3 separate regions of the Sus scrofa genome follow, and all the other regions are linked to region 2. Evidence: chromatin contacts called from public Hi-C and HiChIP or PLAC-seq data. All regions are on one chromosome and are shown on one strand. Each heading gives the region's core, a stretch centred on a gene start, on an enhancer-like site or on the middle of the called end of the contact. The rest is flanking DNA. Distances are from core to core; before and after follow the strand shown. Region 1 overlaps MGAT5 (alpha-1,6-mannosylglycoprotein 6-beta-N-acetylglucosaminyltransferase A). Region 2 holds the start of MGAT5 (alpha-1,6-mannosylglycoprotein 6-beta-N-acetylglucosaminyltransferase A). Region 3 overlaps MGAT5 (alpha-1,6-mannosylglycoprotein 6-beta-N-acetylglucosaminyltransferase A).

Region 1 (3,642 bases), core at 528-3,027, 120 kb before region 2:
TTATCCACAAAACCATAGGTGCAGCCCCAAAAGTCTATTTCTGTTCAAAAACAGAAATAAACTCAAAGATTTCGAAACTAAACATATGGTTACCAAAGGGGAGATGTTAAGGGGAGGGATAAACTAGGAGGTTGGGATAACAGGCACACACACTATTACATATAAAATAGATAAGTAACAGGACCTACTATATAGCACAGGAAGCTTTACTCAATACTCTGTAATAACCCATATGGGAAAAGCATCTGAAAAGGAATTGTTATGTATGTATGTATATGTGTCACTGATTCACTTTGCTGTACACCTGAAACTAACATAACACTGTAAGTCAACCGGACTCCAAAAAAATATTTTAATAAAATTTTAAAAATGTAAATGTTTCATTTTCTAATATACTCGTCTGCCTAGAAACACTCACAGCAAAATACAAAACTAAGTCATATGCAGAGACATAGCTAAATCACTTTGTACTGGCATTTATCCTAAAAATGATAGGAAATCAGAATGGGCTCTAATCCATTGAGGGGCCACACCCCTGACATAACGCCTCAGAGAGATCTGGCTGCTGGCCAGGAAACAGTCGACTGAGCCCAGAACTTTGTTCTTTGAACATTCACGTGCCTGTGAATCACCTAGCTGGTTATTCTGTAGATTTTGAGTTTGGGGGCCTCAGGCGTCTGCAGGTCTCCTAAGCTCCCAGCTGTTGCCAGTCTATGGACCCCTTTGAGTAGCAAGGGTCTGGGAGCTCCAGCAGGGACACAGAACCACCCTGGTTCCTTGCAGCCTAAACCACATCCTAAGGAGGGATGATGACTTGCCCCAGGGATGAGGCGGTGTGCTTCAGATGGGGAATTCCTAAGGCCTTTTTCTTTCACTCCATTCAAACTCCAATAATCTGTCAGCAGTCAACCCTAAGGGGTAAGAATTAATACTGAGGAAAAACTCAAAAACAAACCTCAAGCTGCTTTAGGACCACCCCCAGGGGATATCCCAGCCATGGACGTGGACACCTGGGCTGTGCACCTCTGGGGGCCTGGGGCGGGCTTTATCCTCACTAGAAACAGGTCTCTGGGCTCCTGCAGCCTCCATCCTTTTCTTCCAGATCACACATTATACTTTCCCATCTCTTTAGGCTTTCTAAGTAACCCAGGCAGGGGCTCCAAATACTTGGGGGTCACAGACTCCTAGGGGAATCTGATAAAAGCTATGAACATTCTCTGTCCCTAAAATACATAGACACTAAAGGTTATTCAACATTTCAGGGTCTTCATAGACTTGTACCAGAATCGATAAAAGGAAGCCTGCTCCCTATCTTCTGGAAGATTTAAAGACACAGGTTAAAGCTTACTCGGAGCACTTTGTTTTTAAAATATGACTCCTTTTCAATGAACACCCCATGGGAGAGTCCCTGCCTCGGGAAACTTACTGCAGATCACCAAACACCTGCCAACAGGTTGCATGCCTCCTTATAGAGCGAGATGACAAAAGAATAAAACCTTGAATTTCAAGATAAAGCCACCACCCTGGAAACAATAACCATGATTGGCACTGCCCTGACCCACATTTTCTTAAAAGCAGGCAAGAGATTGTGGTTCTTGTTCTATTTATCTACAGAAGGGCTTCAGGACAGAGGGGACCAGAGGAGAAGCAAGAGAGGAAAACTAATTAAAAAGCAAGTGGGGAAAAATTAGCTTGGAAAGGGCTCAGTGAACTGCTGACAGCACAGAGTGCGGAGGTGAAAAACAAATGCAAAAGAGAGGTGGTGGAATCCAAAAAGAGCGTGATTAGAATGAGAAATGAGGCCACAGCCACCTCCCAGCAACCAGTTAGAGAGAGAAGGAGTCAGAGTGACATTTGTGGAGCAGAGAGGAGGAAAAGTTCCCTAGACAAAAGGGGGCAGATCGCTGCCTCGGAAAACACAACAGCATCACACACACGGCTGTACACACACACACAAGATAGCAGAGAAATCTAGCCCAGTGCTATTGGAAACCCTCATAAGAGAAAAAGGAGACCAACTGGAGAGAAAGGACAAGGAGCAGCCTAAGGCCATCACAAACCGGCTTGAATTACTGACAAAAGCCTACCTGGTGCGCGGAAGGAGCTGTGGACACTTGGGTGAGCGCCTCCCCACCCCCACATCCCAGGCCGTCCTGCTCCTTTCCATTATTACAGGAAACCGCAAGGCAGAGACTCCTTTCATCTGAGCCATTCACTGTAGAGATGGGTCATTTCAAGGGGGTGGGCGGAAGGGGAGTGGAGAGATGGGGACACAGGAAAAAGGGGTGGGGACCTTGAATGAAGGGGCCTGAGAACTTCACTCTGGAACAGCTGCAGCTGGAAAGTCAAGTTTCCCAGAATGAGAGGCTGAGGGAGAAAGGGGATGCCTTGGCAGAAAAGATGTGGTTTCACGGAGAATAGAAAGGTCCATTTGCCACTCAGAGGCTCCTGAACTTCTCTGCAGGCCTTCCTTCCAACAGGGGTGCCTGGGATGTGCTTGTGTTACCGTCACAAAAATGACAACAGACCCTGCGCCACGGCCCAGGTCCAGCGGCAATGCTGATTATTAATGGTGAGAAGGCCGCTAACCTATTTGGGTTCCCAAGGGGTCAGGCGCCACTTACAGCCACTTATACAAACTCGTTTCTTCTCTCGACCACCCTTGGGAAGAGGTGCCATCACCGTTTTACAGATGAGCAAACAGGTCTGAGAAGGTAACTCGCTTGCCCAAGGTCCCTCCTTGACTAAGAGACAGGGGCAGCATTCGAACCCAAAACTCTTAGCTTTACTGGTGGTTTCCAAACTATATTCCCCACTTCACTGTGCTGTTAAGAGATACTGTAATTTTTTTCATGATACCCTTAGGCTCAAACAATGAATAAAAACTCCATTTACCAAAGAGGTCCAAGCAACTTCATAGTTAGTATTTTCCTCAAAATTGCACAATATTCCACAGTGCCCTTGTGGCTTTCTCAGGTCACCCCCGGGAGCCTTGGCACACAGTGTGGAATCCACAGAAACACACTTTCCTGCCTTCTCCCTTCTGGTGAGGAAGAGTGCAATCATCACCCCGTCTGTTCCTTCAAGAGCAAAGGGAAGAAAATCTGGGACCAGCGGCCCCCAGCCACTAGAGATTGCTGCGCCCTGAGCCCTCCCCTGCAGCCTTGTGCACCTGGCCCACCTGACCGGAACCCAAACCTTCCAGAACAAACTTCCACCTGCTGTGCTGCAGAGCCTCACTTCGCCCCCTTCCCTCCAGCCAGTTCCTGTTCCCAGAGGCTGGGGGACTTAGTTCCTCTTCTGAGAAACGGCTTCACCCACAGACTATTTCACCTCTTCCTCCAGGGCCCAGGCCCACCCTGCACACCGGCTTGGCTGGGCTGCTCCAGCTGGATCACTCCGGGCTGCCTTTGTGCGCATCTCCCCCATCCCTTCGGTTATGAACTTCTGCAGGGAAATGGGCTCAGATCTCGCTCATCTTGCTGGCTTCCTCAGAGACTAGGCCCAGCGAATGGTACACAGTTTCTCCTGAGTTTTAATAAAGAATGGAACAAGCGAGGGAAGGATGGCTTAAGGGACCACAAGAAGGGTTATGGGATGATGAAAAAAAGAATGAATGTGGTAGACAGCCACACTGATGGC
Region 2 (3,476 bases), core at 733-3,232:
ATGGGGGCGTACTGGGGGCGCACTAGCTTACCACTTGCCTCTCTTGAGAATGAGAGCCTACCTCTAACACTTGAATCCGAGTTGTTTACTGGTGTAGTGCTGCCATTCCACGCAAACCCTCCACAAACCTCAGCTTTCCCCTCCCCAACTTCACGGCCCCACAAGTAGGCAACCTTCCCTAACTGGGCCGCCAGAGCTGTGTGCAGATAGAAGCGTCCGGCTTGGGCCGGGCCTGACAGTCAGTGCCAGGAGTACCCGGCTCCAGACCTCGCTCCGGCGTCTCTGAAAACCCTATGCATCGTCAGGTTCCTGCAGCCTCCAAGCGCCCAGGACCCTGCTGGCGCTCCAAACGTGGCTGGACAATGCAAGCGCCACCTCTTCCCTCTTCCGCGCGGCAGCTACGAAACCACGGCTTTGTGTGACAGCCAGTGTGTGCGCGAGCGTCCCCGGGCTCACACACCCCCTTCCACCCAGTGCCGGCGCCGGGACCTTGAGCACCGCGAGCGCATCGCCAACGGGTCCTCCTCCTCCCCGCCTCTAGCAGCTTCAACGCCAGGCCTCTGGCCACCGGCCTCGGACCTGGCCTGAGGAAGCTGGGGGTGACATCCACGCCCCGGTTCTCGGCCGCGGGGGTGATCAGCGTGAGCAGCGCCAGGAGCCGGGTAAAGGCGAGGCAGGGGTCGGAGGCGCGAAAGGGCGACACGCCGGAGCCGCGCCCCCAACTTTACCAGCAGCGGGCCGGGAGGGGGCCGGGAGGGGGCCGGAGCGGCTCGCTACTCGGCAGGAAGTTCCCAGGGCCACACTGAGCATGCTCTCGGGGATTGTGTGCGCGGGTGTGCGCTCCGCGTTCCCCTCAGCCTCTCCGGCCAGGCAGCCTCGCAGATCACGCCCGCGGGGTGGTGGGCCCGTGGAGATCCTCCAAAGGTGGGGGACACCCCCACGCTCCCAGGTTTCCTGGACCAGAGATCCTGCCTGCCGCATCCCTCTCCCCCTAGGGCCCGGAGCCAACCTCCCTTCTTCTTCCTCCCCACTGGCCCAAGGCTGAGCCTGCCCTGAGCGCCCAAGTCCCTGGGACCCCAGTCCAGCACACACCCGCAGCGTGAACCCCACCAGGCTCCTCCCCGGTCCGAGCGCCCACCTGCCATCCTTGGCCGCTTGCCTCCAGCCCGCGCAACCAAAGCCTCCTCCGGACAGTCCCTTGAAAAGCCCACAATCTCCCCCTTCTCAGAGGCATGGGGGCCGCCTGCAGCTTCCCCGGGGAAGGGGCTGCTCCGGGCAGGTGGGCGCCCCCAGGCGCGTCCTCGTTTGCACTCCCGGGTCCCGCAGAGCGGCTGGGGCACCCACGCAGACGGCGGGGGGCGGCAGCCGGAATCCCCCCGGCCACGCAGCACTCAGTGCAGACTCTCCCCCACCCCTGCGCGCAGCTCCCCTCGCCCTCCGCTGTCCCCTCTGCGTTCATCTCCCCGGGGAGATGGAGAGCTTTGACGCTGTTGCCCCGACACATTGGCTCTCACCTCCTTGTTGGGCAGCAGCAGCAGCCGGGAGCGCCCGCCAGCCGCCGTCCACGCGGGGCCCAGGGCGCGGCGGGGCAAGGGGTCGCGGCGCCCCGAGCCTGCGGCGCGGCTAACTGGGCTCGATCGCGCCCGGGGCCGCCGCGGCTGCAGGGGGAGCCGCAGGGCCGCCGCCGAGCGGGCCGCGGCAGGGATGGTCTGCAAACTCTCAGCCCTGGCGGGGCCGCGCGCGGCGCGTCCACACTCGACCTGGACACTGCAGAGACTCTCCTCCCGGGCGCAGCCGACCAGGGCGGGGATCTGATCGCAATTTCTTCCAGCCCTCCCCTACCGACCTTTCCAACTTCTCCCGGGTTCTGGGCTCGCAGCTCTCTAACGCAGGGATTCCGGCCAGGGACGTTCGGCAAACTCCCCGCCCTCCCCGCGGAGCGCTCAGCCAATTCTGAACGCCCCAGCCTCTCAGGGGCCGTCTGCAAACTCCCAACTCTGTCGGAAAGGACTTCTACCAAGCCTTCAATTCCGCAGCCCAAAGGAAGAAGGGAGTTAGGGAGATAGTTTGCTTGCGATCACAAATAACATTCTAGCAAGGATAGGGGCAGTGTGCAAATACTGATGTGACAGTGCACCCTCCAGAGAGGTGTAGTCCAGGCCTCTCAGCACTCCTGACCTTCCAGCACTTGAAGCCCAGTGAGGGGAGATTATGGACTTAACTGCTGGTACCGGCAGCTGGAATCAGTGCCCTGAGCCTCCGTTTCCATCTTTGTAGAGTGTGTTATATGAAGCAGTGTGAGTTCCTGCCACTTGGTTTTTGTGACCTTGAACAAACCACTTAGCCATTTGAATTCAACATCTTTATCTACAAACATAATAAATGAGGCTCTGTGAGGTTATTTTGAAGAAGAGATAAAAATACACGTGAAGTATTTAGTAATGTCCGGCACATAGCAGGCACTCAATAAATGAATTTTCTTTCTCTTTTTCTTCCCCTCTCCTGCCAATGGATTTTATGAACACTCTGGGCAGGTTAGCTGAACACTGTGCTGTTGTAAATTCAAAAAGAAATAAAACAACTCCCAAGCCCTGAAGGCACCACAAAGAACATTGACTGACATGACATATTAAATCCAGCCAAGCCCCAGGAGAGAGAATGCTGTGCATTTACATGGCTAAGCATTATAGATCCTTGTTAAGTAGTAGATGGAATGGAAGGCAAGTGCCCTGGTGGATTACCTAGGGGTGGAAACAGCAAGGTTCATAACCCCATCAAATTCCAAGCCTTGGAACCAGTCATTACATGAAGTTACTGTATCAAGTTTATGTTGAGCTTTCCCTTACCTTCCCTGCAGAATTTCTCCACCCCCACCAATTCACACACACACACACACACACACACACACACCCCGGGGGGGGGGGGGGGATGGCTTCTGTCTGCTTTTTTTTTTTTTTTTTTTTTTTGGCTTTTTAGGGCCACACCTGCAGCATATGGAAGTTCCTAGGCTTGGCATCGAATCAGCCTATACCACAGCCACAGCAATGTAGGAACCAAGCCATGTCTGAAATCTACACCACAGCTCCCAGCAACGCCAGGTCCTTAACCCACTGAGCAAGGCCAGGGATGGAACCTGCATCCTCATGGATACTAGTCCAGTTCATAACCCACTGAACCACAAGGGGAACGCCTGATCTTCTTTCTTGAACTTAGATCACCCTATCTTATTGCCCATCCTCCCTAGCAGAAGCATTTAAAAACTGAAGATGATGGAATTCTTAGACCCTAAAAATGAATTAAAGTGTCTCACTTTGTACATAAGTTCTCAGGGCCACCCAGCTGGTTTAAGAGGTCTCCTGTCTCCAGGATCTTAATAGAAACACCCTTCGGCCTCTCTTTGATTGAGCAAGCACTAGGCTCTAGGTCTGTCCTATCTTTCATTTCAAGCCAGAGAAAATGTTTCTAACAGTTCCCAA
Region 3 (3,737 bases), core at 36-2,535, 69 kb before region 2:
GGAGAATCAACTGTATCAACAAAATATCACACCGTGTAAAAAGCTTATCCAAATTATGAAAAGTAACATGGTTGGTGATAGAGAACCACAGAGGGACTATGGCATGGAAGAAAGAAATTAAAAACCCAAACTCAGAGAAAGTCTTCCCTAAAGCAATCTTCCACGCAATCTATTCATATTCCTCCCTCTCCACCAAAAGGTGACACTTCCCAGGCCAGCCATCTACCTTGACATTCTTGTATATGTTCTCTGGATACCTTGTCCTTTTTGCAAGGTAACATACTAGATGTCATTTCCCAAATTCCCTCTCCAATGGGATTTCAAGTAGGGTTGGTCTGGGGGAGGCGCCAGCAGCAGGCAGGAGGGTGAGGGCAGAGAAGAGGCTAGGATCATTGGCCCGCTTTCCATCCACTCACAGAAATCTCTTCCAGGGATGCAGCACTTTCATGAGGGTTCTACTTCCCATTTCTTTTTTTTTCTTCTTATGACTGCACCTGCAGCACATGAAAGTTCCCAGGATAGGGGTCAAATCAGAGCTGCAGCTGCCAGCCTACACTATAGCTTGTGGCAATGCCAGATCCTTAACCCACTGAGGTTGGTCAGAGATCAAACCTGCATCCTCACAGAGCCAATGTACAGGCCTTAACATGCTGAACCACAACAGGCGCTCCTACTTCCCATTTCTGACAATACCACCAACTCCCATGCCTCCTGCAGCCCTAGGGGACATCTTCCTGTGGCTGCAGCTCTCTGGGATGACACATACTCTGTTATCTTAGCTCTTCTATCACCTACAAACACAATTTTCCAGAGTAGGTTCTCTGTTCAGGATGCCTAGCCTGATTCTCCTGACTGACACATGACCACTCATAGATCCAGAAGTATGCTATATGCTATCCAGCCCCACTACACACACACAACACACACACCCTGTCCCTCCCACAGCCTCACCGCTCACATTCTGACTCTCTGGATAGAGGACAAACAAAGGTGCTTTGGTTTGCTTTTTTAAAAAATTTGCTGCTGCGGGGGGAAAAGTGCACTTACAAAACTGTTAGAGTGACTTCAGCTTTTTATCAAGTCCATTACCTCCCCCGCCTTTCAACAGGATCTCTCTCTCTGCTTAAGTGCTGTTTACTTTGATAAGACTAAGCAGTACTCTGAACTCATATATACCTTGATTTTTAAAAAAAAAAAAATTCAAATGCAGCCAATGGCACATCGCCAACTCATGGATCTTACTCATGCCAATGGCACATCGCCAACTCATGGAACTTACTCTCCTGGTCCTCACCAGCCACTTCTGGCCGCTGATAGCAGCCTGAGTAATCACTGTCCATTCGTTCTATGGCAACTTCCAATCTTCTCTTTCTATTGTTTCTCACCGGGGCAAAAAAATGTAACACCTGACCATAATCACACACAGGCATAAAAGGGGAATAAACAAATTCATGCAGCTAAAAGAATGCCAGAGTGAACAAGATTCTGATAGGTGATCAGAGAAGCTGGGGAAAGGGAGGGTGTGGGTAGTGCTCATGACTCACCAAACCCACGTTCCCCAATCTTCCCAGGGTAAACAGCTGGATGACATTTCCCAGCGAGTTGGGGCCAGGGGACCTGTGCCAGTGCCCCTTTCCAGGAGGCTGGAAGGAACACTACTGCAAGGTGACCCTGGAGTCAGGTGACCTATTTAGCCTTCATCACTAACTTTTTTTTAATTTAAGTACACTTGATTCACAGTATTCACATGTGAACTAACTATTCACAATGCATTAGTTTCAAGAGTACAGAAAAGTGGAGTTCCTGTCGCGCCACAGCAGAAATGAATCTGACTAGGAACCATGAGGTTGCGGGTTCCATCCCTGGCCTCACTCAACGGGTTAAGGATGAGCTTTGCCGTGAGCTGTGGTGTAGGTCGCAGATGTGGCTCAGATCTGGCATTGCTGTGGCTGTGGTGTAGGCCTGCAGCAACAGCTCCAATTAGACCCTAGCCTGAGAATCTCCATATGTCGCAGGTGCGGCCCTAAAAAGACAAAAGAGAAAAAGTACAGAAAAGTGATTCGGTTATACATATATATGTATAAATCAGTATTCTTTTTTGTCTGATTCTTTCCTATTATAGTTTATTACAACATATTGAATATAGTTCCTCATGCTATACAGTAAATCCTTGTTGTTCATCTACTTTATATGTGGTAGTGTGCACTTGTTAATCCCATACTCCCAGCTCATCCCTCCCTGCCTTCCCCTTTGGTAACCATATGTTTGTTTTCTACATCTGAATCTGTTTCTGTTTTGTAAATAAGTTCATCTGTATCCTATTTTTTAGACTCCACACCGAAGTGGTATCACATGATATTCATCTTTATTCTGACTTACTTCATTTAGTACGATAACCTCTAGGTCCATTTGTGTTGCTGCCAATGGCATTATTTCATTCTTTATTTATAGCTGAGTAATATCCTCCTCTGTGTATGTGTGTGTGGCACATCTTTATCCATTCATCTGTCAATGGACACTTAGGTTACTTCCATGTCTTTGCTATTCTAAACAGTGCTGCTATGAACACTGAGGTGCATGTATCTTTTCGAATTAAATTTTCTCCAGATAGATGCCCAGAAGCAGGATCATATGGTAACTCTTTTTAGTTTTTTAAGGAACCTCCACACTGTTTTCCATAGTGGCTGCACCACTCTACATTCCCAGTAGTGTAGGAGGGCCCCCTTTTCTCCACATCCTCTCCAGCATTTATTAAGCTAAATGACTTTTTCAAGGGCAATTTCCCCCACCCCACCACCACCAGCTTAAAACTATAATCTAGAAAAAAATACTTGCACTATATGCAAAATAACTCTCCATATGAACACACACAATGAACACAGGCACACAGTGTTCTTGTTGTTATAGAAGGTCACAAACACAGGATGTGTGCCTTTCAAGTGAGCTGCACAGACATCTGGTCAAGGTGGCCAAGGGTATATATAAAATAATCCCAGCATGTCCCTTGCAGATGGATGGCTAAAAGGAAACCCACTGGGGCAATGGACATAAGAATAGGCATGGTTCCTGATCCCCCATTTCCTGTTAGGGATAACAGTGCCCTGCAGACCAACACCACTTCACTTTGTAGCATTAAAACCATGATTCAGGGATGCAGCGGGTTAAGAATCCAACTGCAGTGGCTCAAGTTGCTGCCGAGGTGTGGGTTCAAGCCCAGGCCCAGGGTAGTGAGTTAAAGTATCCTGCATAGGTAGCAGCTGTAGCTCAGATTCAATCCCTGGCCCAGGAAACATCTACATGTGATAGGTATGCCCATTAAAAAAAAAAAAAAAAAAAAAATTTAATGAAACTAGGATTCAGAGAGGTTAAAGGGTTCCTCCAGGCAGAAGCAAAGTTGAGTCCCCCCTCTCCCAGGTCAGTGTCACTCAAAGTCCACAGACTGGGGCCCATCCACAAAGTGTTTTTAGTCTTTGAAGAGGTAAGTTCCAAAACTAAAGGTAAGTATTCTGGTCACTTTTATAGCCATTGGACACAGTAGTTTTATGTGTTTGAATCTCATAATAAAATTGAAGGCTTATATTTGAGACTTTCTTTTTTAGCTTTTTAGGGCTACACTCTAGGCATACGGAAGTTCCCAGGCTAAGGGGTCAAACTGGAGCTGCAGCTGCCAACCTACACCACAGCCACAACAACGCCAGATCCTTAACCCGCTGAGCAGGGCCAGGGATCAAACCCAC

Evidence for each region. A called contact is a pair of places that touch in the nucleus more often than the background predicts. HiChIP or PLAC-seq counts read pairs in DNA pulled down with a chosen protein or histone mark.
Region 1: a contact with region 2 is called in a Hi-C map of epiblast stem cells, with 2.3 times the contacts expected there. The contact joins the enhancer-like site here to the promoter of MGAT5 in region 2. A contact is called at or near these places in 1 of 5 promoter capture datasets (fetal liver), 5 of 47 Hi-C or Micro-C datasets (blood, embryonic fibroblasts, epiblast stem cells and 1 more) and 1 of 2 datasets of contacts at active chromatin or transcription factors (alveolar macrophages).
Region 3: an H3K27ac HiChIP or PLAC-seq map of alveolar macrophages shows a contact between it and region 2. The contact joins the enhancer-like site here to the promoter of MGAT5 in region 2. A contact is called at or near these places in 6 of 47 Hi-C or Micro-C datasets (blood, embryonic fibroblasts, epiblast stem cells and 3 more) and 1 of 2 datasets of contacts at active chromatin or transcription factors (alveolar macrophages).

The regions. Positions count from the first base shown.
Region 1 is chr15:17,796,479-17,800,120 of Sscrofa11.1, forward strand. All of the region lies in intron 1 of MGAT5 (alpha-1,6-mannosylglycoprotein 6-beta-N-acetylglucosaminyltransferase A), which reads right to left. Among named protein-coding and RNA genes, the nearest start is that of MGAT5, 120 kb to the right of the region's middle. Within about 2 kb of position 1,778, at least 9 of the 83 cell types and tissues checked have an H3K27ac peak or open chromatin away from gene starts, as enhancers often do. A contact at or near this core is called in epiblast stem cells, where this site is marked.
Region 2 is chr15:17,917,291-17,920,766 of Sscrofa11.1, forward strand. MGAT5 (alpha-1,6-mannosylglycoprotein 6-beta-N-acetylglucosaminyltransferase A) reads right to left here and starts at 1,983. Exons shown (of 17, transcript XM_021075187.1): 1 at 1,847-1,983. It also overlaps the pseudogene LOC100152750.
Region 3 is chr15:17,848,581-17,852,317 of Sscrofa11.1, forward strand. The region is part of intron 1 of MGAT5 (alpha-1,6-mannosylglycoprotein 6-beta-N-acetylglucosaminyltransferase A); the gene reads right to left. It also overlaps the pseudogene LOC100152750. Among named protein-coding and RNA genes, the nearest start is that of MGAT5, 69 kb to the right of the region's middle. Within about 2 kb of position 1,286, at least 13 of the 83 cell types and tissues checked have an H3K27ac peak or open chromatin away from gene starts, as enhancers often do. A contact at or near this core is called in alveolar macrophages, where this site is marked.